Regions from separate parts of the Mus musculus genome. Here region 2 is linked to region 1. Evidence: chromatin contacts called from public promoter capture Hi-C data. All regions are on one chromosome and are shown on one strand. Each heading gives the region's core, a stretch centred on a gene start, on an enhancer-like site or on the middle of the called end of the contact. The rest is flanking DNA. Distances are from core to core; before and after follow the strand shown. Region 1 holds the start of Ndufa1 (NADH:ubiquinone oxidoreductase subunit A1). Region 2 holds the start of Tmem255a (transmembrane protein 255A).

Region 1 (3,761 bases), core at 886-3,385:
CTGGGATTAAAGGCGTGCGCCACCACGCCCGGCTATATTTACCTGTTTTCTTACATCAACCCAGTCTGAGTTTTACCATTAAAATATTGACTGGTCTTCTGGCCTGTCCTCCCTGCCTCTCAGGAATGTTAACCAAATGTATTTGTCATTTTCATCCCCCCGTTACCTAGAGATTCCTTCAGTGTGGGATTTGGTCTAAATTCCCCATCTTAAAACGTTTGCCTCTTATCAGTTTCTTATCATATACCAAGCACTAAGCTAGATCCCAAACAATTGTGAATACAGGTACACTAATTTTAACAAGGTGTGATTAGTCCCATTGGAGTCTATGAGGACAGGGATAGTTTCAGATTATAGATTATAAAGCATTAGGCTTTTCGCTATCTCCAAGTTCAGTACAACATCCAATTCAGTGGCCATCTGCACATTTCAGGTACCTGACAGCCACATGAGAATAGAATCTAGCATACTGGACAGCTCGACAGAGAGCATTTCCATCGTCAGTGGAAACGGGGGTTACCTATAGGTGCTTCAAAGAGAGCATGGACAATTTCCCAAAGACTGCAAGAAACACCCTCAAAGAGATCGAGGACCAACTCAAGCCCTCCAAATGTGCATTTGAAAACAGCACTTGTACCAACAGATAAAGCATCAGAGTAATTTCTAAACTATTCAAATGTGATATAATAGAATCAGTTCTTGATGTCATCCCGACTTGGGTTCCCTTACGTAAATCCTAGCATTGTTCATGAACTTCTCCCATCCACATGACCTATGCTATAGTCATGGAAGTTATTTCAGGTCTAGAATTCCAGATAATACCTATCTTGAAGCTTTTCCTCTGGAGCCCTACTCCATCGCCTACCTTCTCTGCCACTTCCCTTTAGAAAGAAAGAAAGAAAAGATTTTAAGAAACAACAAAACATTTATTTTGAGACTGAGAATTATGGAAAGTCTAAATAATGGAAACTGGACTCTCCTCTATGTCTTCTAGAGAATCAGAAACACCACCCTCTGCTTCAGCTCGATGCTTTCCCAGTTTAGCAATCAGTTCTTTGGCTGGATTAAAGACGCCATTGGTCTGCTGGTCACAGACATAGCAGCGTGAGGTGGTACGGAAATGCTGCAATGCACAGCGCTCGCAGAAATAATGCCTACACTTGGTGACAACTGGATTTTGGAAGGTCTGGCGACAGATGAAACACTTGAATGGTATTTCCTCATCATCGCTTCCCACTTCGTAGTTTTCGTCCTCATAGACACCATAGCGACCCTCATCAAGCTCACGTTCGATCTGCCACCCGTGCTTGTAATCTGAACGATCATGGAGGAATTTGCAGCTGTCCCCGAAGCCGCAGAAACCAGTCTCCTTGTAGTCCTTACAGATATCGGGCTGGTAATCCCAGCGCACGGTGGCACGTAGATGCTCAGGAGCTCGGATAGGGCCTTTCCTCACCATCCCGGAGGAAGCATTGCCCATGGATGTATCCTTGGGCTTCACGTACTTCTGATAATTATTGATTCCCCGATAGATCTTGTCATCTTCCTTGCCCCTCAGCTCCTCCTGGATCTTCTGGCTCCGCTCAAAGATGGACTGTGCATCTCGATCCTTCTCAGTGTCCAGTTCGTAGACGGCGGTCGCCCCCATATCCTCGGGCCCCACGGGTTTTGCCGAACGGGTAGACTTGTAGACGACGCCGAGACCCTCCGGTTCATTCTCGTCCTCGCTACTCAAGCCGCCATAGGTTGCCTTCTGTTTAGCGCTGCCACGCGTCTTCTGGATCATCGGATTGTGGGTCGCTTGCTTCTTCTCCGGGCGGACCACAGAGCTGCCTTCATCACTGCTGCTGCAGCTGTCCCCGGAGCCTGCATCACAGAGCCGGCGCTTTCGGCGGCCCGCCGCTCCTTTCCGCCCAGGCTTTTTGAAGAGGAACGTGCACACCTGACGGGTAGAATTCCCGGGAGAAAGTTGCTCCGCCATTTAGAGATCCCCAAGTTCTGAAACTGCCGCGACGTCCGGGACCGCTTCGCGTCGTCACACTCCGTGGTGGTCTCTGATGCAGCGGATCAGATAGGAGGAGTAGGACGACAGAAAGAATCCTGTCCGGGAACGCTTGCTGGACCGCGAACGCCAGTCACTTTTGGGCCCCCACAGCCACCGTCGCTTCCTCCTCCGGAGCCGTACGGGGCACCGCCCCTCCCGCGTGCTGCCGGAAGAGAGGTAAAGCCGGGTCACCTCTGAGGAGCCGGTGACGGGTTGGCGTGCGAGTAACGGTGCGGAGATGTGGTTCGAGATTCTCCCTGGCCTCGCCATTATGGGGGTGTGCTTGGTCATCCCCGGGGTGTCCACTGCGTACATCCACAAATTCACCAACGGGGGCAAGGTAAGGCGGCCGACTCGGCCGCGGGTGGGGGACGGTGGGGGACGGGGGCCATTTATGGTGGGGGACGGTGGCCGTTTGGATGCGCCTTCGCTCTGTGAAGAAGAAGCCATCTAAGGGGGATCCTCCTCTTAATGTTGCCTGAACGCGGAGACTTGGGATTCCACCTTTTAACTTTAGTAAAACATAGCCAGTTTGAGGGCTGAGGAGGAGTGGCCCAAAAGGCAAAATCTATTCGGCAGTTAGCAAGGTAGATGACAAGAGTTGGGCCCTGGTTCCTAGGCAGAGGGAGAAAGGTGTTAGTCATGTCCCCGCTCCTTCCCATCGTTCATCTCCTTGCGGACACTGTTTAATTGATTTTGGTGGATGTATTTGTGCCTTTGAGTGCAGGAGCCCGCGGAGATCAAGAGAGGTCCCCGGGTCTCTTGGAACTAGTAGTTAAAGGAGGCTAGGAGGCAGCAGAAGTGGGTGCCACGAATCCAGTCCACTGCAGGAGCAAAGAGCAGTCAAGTCCAGGAAAGCTGGTACTACTACAGTGAAGCCCCGTCTCAAAAAAAAAAAAAAAAAAAAAGAAGTAGTTGAGAGGGGGAGGAGGATAAAGGAAAAAAATCAGTGGTGTTGGTCCCCTCCCCCAACTCAAAAAGGGAGAAGGCTGAGAAGTCAGTTGCCATCATGGTCTGGTTTCATTTAGGAGATTTTGGCTTTGTATTAGTCATTTAGCTTTTGTTTTAACTTTGTCAAGATTTACTATCTATGTATGTGTCTGCTGCTGTCTGTGTGCACCCATGAAGAGTAGAAGAGGGTATTGAATCTCTCCTGGACTTGCAGTTATGACCCCTCCCCCCCCCAAATAAAATCCAACCAACTTGGTGCTGGGAAGCCAGTTGAGCACCCAAGAATAGCAGGCAGGTACCCTTCCCCTCTGAGCTATCTCTTCAGCCTCTAGTATGTCATTTAAGAAAAATTGTGGGGTATATCTTTTTACTGGGTCACTTATATTTATAAACTGCCTTGTCCTTTATTTAAAGGAAAAACGAGTTGCTCGTGTTCAGTACCAGTGGTATCTGATGGAACGCGATAGACGTATCTCTGGAGTCAATCGCTACTATGTGTCCAAGGTAAGATGACTAAAAGAATTGTGGTGGCTTCTGGTAATGCCTTGCCTAAGGTCATACAGGGCTCATTTACTTTGCATGGTTTTTACTAGTGTGGTATACAAACTTTATATATATATATATATATATATATATATACACATACATACATATATAGATAGATGCTCAGTGTATGTGGTGTGCATGCATACATGTGTGTGTGCACTTGTTCATGCATGTGCATATGGAGGGCACACCCATTTATTTACTTGGTTGGTTGATTTGT
Region 2 (3,761 bases), core at 626-3,125, 1.1 Mb before region 1:
GAGACATCAGTACTGTTCACAGGGGTTCTTCACATTAAGTATGAGATATTCAAAGTGGTAGAAAGAAGGGCTAAACAAACAGGACCGAAAGACTATCTTTGCAACAGCAAAAATCCAAGTTTTCCTTGGGCCTTTGTGCAGCTCCTGAAGAACGACCTACACGCCAAGCTTGATTAAGACACACATCTTTACAAGAGTGGCCATCTTGCCTCTATCTAGGACATGTGCCACAGATCTTTAGACCACATCTGTAGTGTAGAACTGCTAATAATACGTGACAAAGCATTCAACCTGGCCCCTGGGGTATCCAAGTTCTTTACAAAAGCCTTCCTTTTAACCTTCAGGAAGAATCTTTTCTTCCTTTGGAAGGTGGAAAAGGGCAAGGGTCTTTGGTTACATTTCCTGGGTAAGGAAACAATGTTTCGCAGCAGATTAGCAAGGCAGATCTGGGAGGAACACAGTACTTTCCTTCACCCGGTTGGTTCACGGTCAAGTCAGGAGGGGTGTGTGTGTGTGTGTGCGCGCGCGCGCGCCGCTCCCGGGTGCGCACATGTATGAACATGTGTGTTTGTCGAGATGAGAGGTAGATGTCAGGGGTGGTCCTTAACCACTCTCTCCACCTTATTTTGTGAGACAGCATCTCCGCATTGGACCTGGAACTGGCCAGCACCCCTGGGGAATCCTCCTGTGTTTGCCTCCCCAAGGCTGGGATTACAAATAAGTGCTGTTGCACCTGATTTTTCACTTGGGTGCAGGGGCATGGGACTCAGACCTCGGGCTTGCCAAACAGATGCTTTGTATATTGACCCCCTCCCCCTAGCCTGTCTGGACAATTTTACACTTAGCTTGGATTGAGTTGTGGAAGCAGGGCTGGAGAGATGTCTCAGCCCTTAAAGGCTAGGCCTTCACAACCTAAATTAGGAGTTGTGCAAGCAGGGCCACAGAGCCTGCCTCCTTAGCAAGAGCATTTGATATCCAGGTTTGCATCTCACCTCTGTAATTTAGTAGCTGCAAAGGCATGGAGAGTTTCAACTGATACTCAGTTTCTTCATCTGCAAAATGGGTCTATGGATCATTCCTTTTTCTCCCTTACACGGCTGCTATGGTCTAAAAAAGCCTATCTTGATATAAAATCTCCTGGAACAAAAATACAAACTGGGGTACTGATAGAGTGTCATGTTTTCTTTAGCTGAACCTCCTTATAACTCTTGGGGGGGGTTGTTGCTTTTCAAATTATCAGTTGTGATGAATAAGGCTGTGTTCTCTGTCTCTAACTGTATAATTTTATACACTCCGGTCACATCCCTTCTCAGCCTTCATCGTTCTAGACTAAAGAGTGCGCATTTGTTTAATCTATCTTCATAAGGCATTCTGCCCCCCCTCCAACCACTACCATCCTTTTGATTATAGAGTGGCCCTTTTCTGGACTGTCTCCAGCTCCATTATGTTATTCTGGAAGCTGTAAGATCAGACCTGAACAAGTGTGTGTGTGTGTGTGTGTGTGTGTGTGTGTGTGTGTGTGTGCCTGTCTGTCTGTGTCACTGTGTGCATTCTCCAGCTCCGAACCTCTAACTCTGTCCCCCTCCCCAATTATGAATCTTGTAAAAGAAAAGATGATCGCCCAAGACCTTCTGTTCAAACTGGGAGAAGGCCCCTTGGCCTCAGGCTGAAGCCTCCTTTTTCTCTCTGCGCAGCTTTGGCCCCAAGGGGCGAAACGGTCTCCCTGTCTGGCAGGCTGGGAGGTGGATAACTAGGATGGGGAGGCCGAGGGGGGAGGAAGAAAGGGGGGGTCTTGCGCAAGCGCACGCTGCTGCATGGACGCCAATGCTGCTGCCTCCCGGAGCAGAGGGAGGCAGAAGAGGAGGGAGGGAGAAGAGGGGGAGGGAGGGGGAGGCGGCACTTGGGCTGCAGCTCTCAACCCGAGGCAGTCAGTCCCTCTCAGCGCTAGGGAAGACCGAGAGAGGCAGCGGCAGAGTAGGATGCTCTGCGGGGCGCCCTGAGCCAGGGGCTCTTGAAGCAGCTTCGGGGACAGGGGCAACTGGACAGCTTTCACCATGCATCAGTCCCTGACTCAGCAGCGGTCCAGCGACATGTCCCTTCCCGATTCCATGGGTAAGTCCTGTCCTCTGGGAGGCAGCAGTAAGGGGGTAAGTGCGTTGTCCCCAGGACAGCCAGCTCCTGCCTGCCCCAGTGCCAGCCAGAGAGAGGGCAACCGGGATGGGGGTCCACAAACTCGAGTATCTGGAAGGTGGACCAGAGCCCCAAGGGAGCGGCCCAGCTGTGACAAGTGTGACGCGCTTGAGATTGGAGCGCCAAGCTAGGGTTGGAGTAGCCTTACCTAGCCCGGAGTGCATGTGAGTGTGTGTGTGTGTGTGTGTGTGTGTGTGTGTGTGTGTGTGTGTACAGACTTGCAGCTGTGGTAAATCTCAGCTGTCTGGGCATCAAAACACTTCCTCCAAACCTGTGCCTTTGCTTTCGATTCGACGCTCCTTCTTTGCAAAGTCCACATCACTTCTAAGATCACGACTAATGATAATTAGAAGAAGCAGGATCTTACCCCCCCCCAACACTCACACACACACACACACACACACACACACACACACACACACACACTCACTCACTCTAGGTGATATCTTGAAATTCAGACCTGCAGTGGTCCGGGAGCTGATTTACACTTCGCAGACCCGGTGTGTGGGGTGGGGTGGTGGTGGTGGGGTGCTACTCAAGGGAATGGGGGTAGAAGAAAGGGTATGCTGGCAGGACGGGAAATCCTGGGGAATCACTCAAGACAGCACAGCCTGGACATACGTAGCAGAATGATCAGTCCTTGAATTTGATTTCTATTCTACTCCAAACGCAGAGAGAGAGAGAGAGAGAGAGAGAGAGAGAGAGAGAGAGAGAGAGAGAGAGAGAGAGAGAGAGAGAGAGAGAGAGAGAGGTGGGGGGTGGTGGTGGTGAGAGCACTAGAAAAATAGGATCCAGCGCAAGCCCGCGCATCTTCTGAAGTCGCGCTTTCCTCTTCAGCGGAATGAAGGGGGAGGGGCACCTTTCAACACCTTCCTAAAATCTAGAGGTCCGCTACCGTCTTGCACCAACTTGGAGGCCCCTCGAGGGTGCTTTTCGGTAGCTACAAACGAATTTTAAGAAATAAAAAACAAAACGAAACAAAACAAAACAATTGCCTTTCGCTGTTAGGCACCTTCCTAAGTCTTCGCTGGGAGAAGAAATTAATTTGGAGCCTTGGGTAAGAGTGAAGGGATTGTGGAGCCATAATTCCACCTAAACTTAAAAATTGTCACTTTAATCTAGCCCAATTCGTCGTTTCTATCATATTTCACATTCTGCAAAACTCCTCTGTCCCGAATCTCTGCCATTCAGTCTTCTCAGCTCTTCTCCGATGAATTTGCTGGAACATGCACAGGGGAGGGGCAAGGAGATTGAGCCCAGTGTGAGCTCTCCGCTGCCTGCAAAAGACTCAGTCGCAACAAATTTCGTTCAAGGGCCCCCGAAAGTGTTATCATCTGAACGGTGGAAGGCCTGTCAGTAGAAGCCCTGCACTTTTCATTTTTAAGGTCGTAGTTATCTGGTGCTGGATGCAAAATGAGGCCAAGGTCTGGGGTCCAAATCCGAACCCAGCAGTACCAGACTTTCCAGTACCCTCCCCGCCCCCCACTCCACCCCTCGCATACACAGGCACACAGAACTCCAAAAGCACTCCTTGCCTTGGCCAGCTGCGGCGCTACCATGGCTCAGGCGCT

What was found. Promoter capture Hi-C pulls out the DNA fragments that hold promoters and counts their contacts.
Region 2: a contact with region 1 is called in a promoter capture Hi-C map of liver, with 2.7 times the contacts expected there. The contact joins the promoter of Tmem255a here to the promoter of Ndufa1 in region 1. A contact is called at or near these places in 2 of 39 promoter capture datasets (hippocampal neurons and liver).

The regions. Positions count from the first base shown.
Region 1 is chrX:37,189,612-37,193,372 of GRCm38.p6, reverse strand. It overlaps Ndufa1 (NADH:ubiquinone oxidoreductase subunit A1), which reads left to right and starts at 2,135. Exons shown (of 3, transcript NM_019443.2): 1 at 2,135-2,384; 2 at 3,410-3,499. The coding sequence starts at 2,283. Rnf113a1 (ring finger protein 113A1) reads right to left here and starts at 2,151. Exons shown (of 1, transcript NM_153503.2): 1 at 906-2,151. The coding sequence starts at 1,981. The coding sequence ends at 956.
Region 2 is chrX:38,250,595-38,254,355 of GRCm38.p6, reverse strand. It overlaps Tmem255a (transmembrane protein 255A), which reads left to right and starts at 1,875. Exons shown (of 10, transcript NM_172930.4): 1 at 1,875-2,112. The coding sequence starts at 2,055.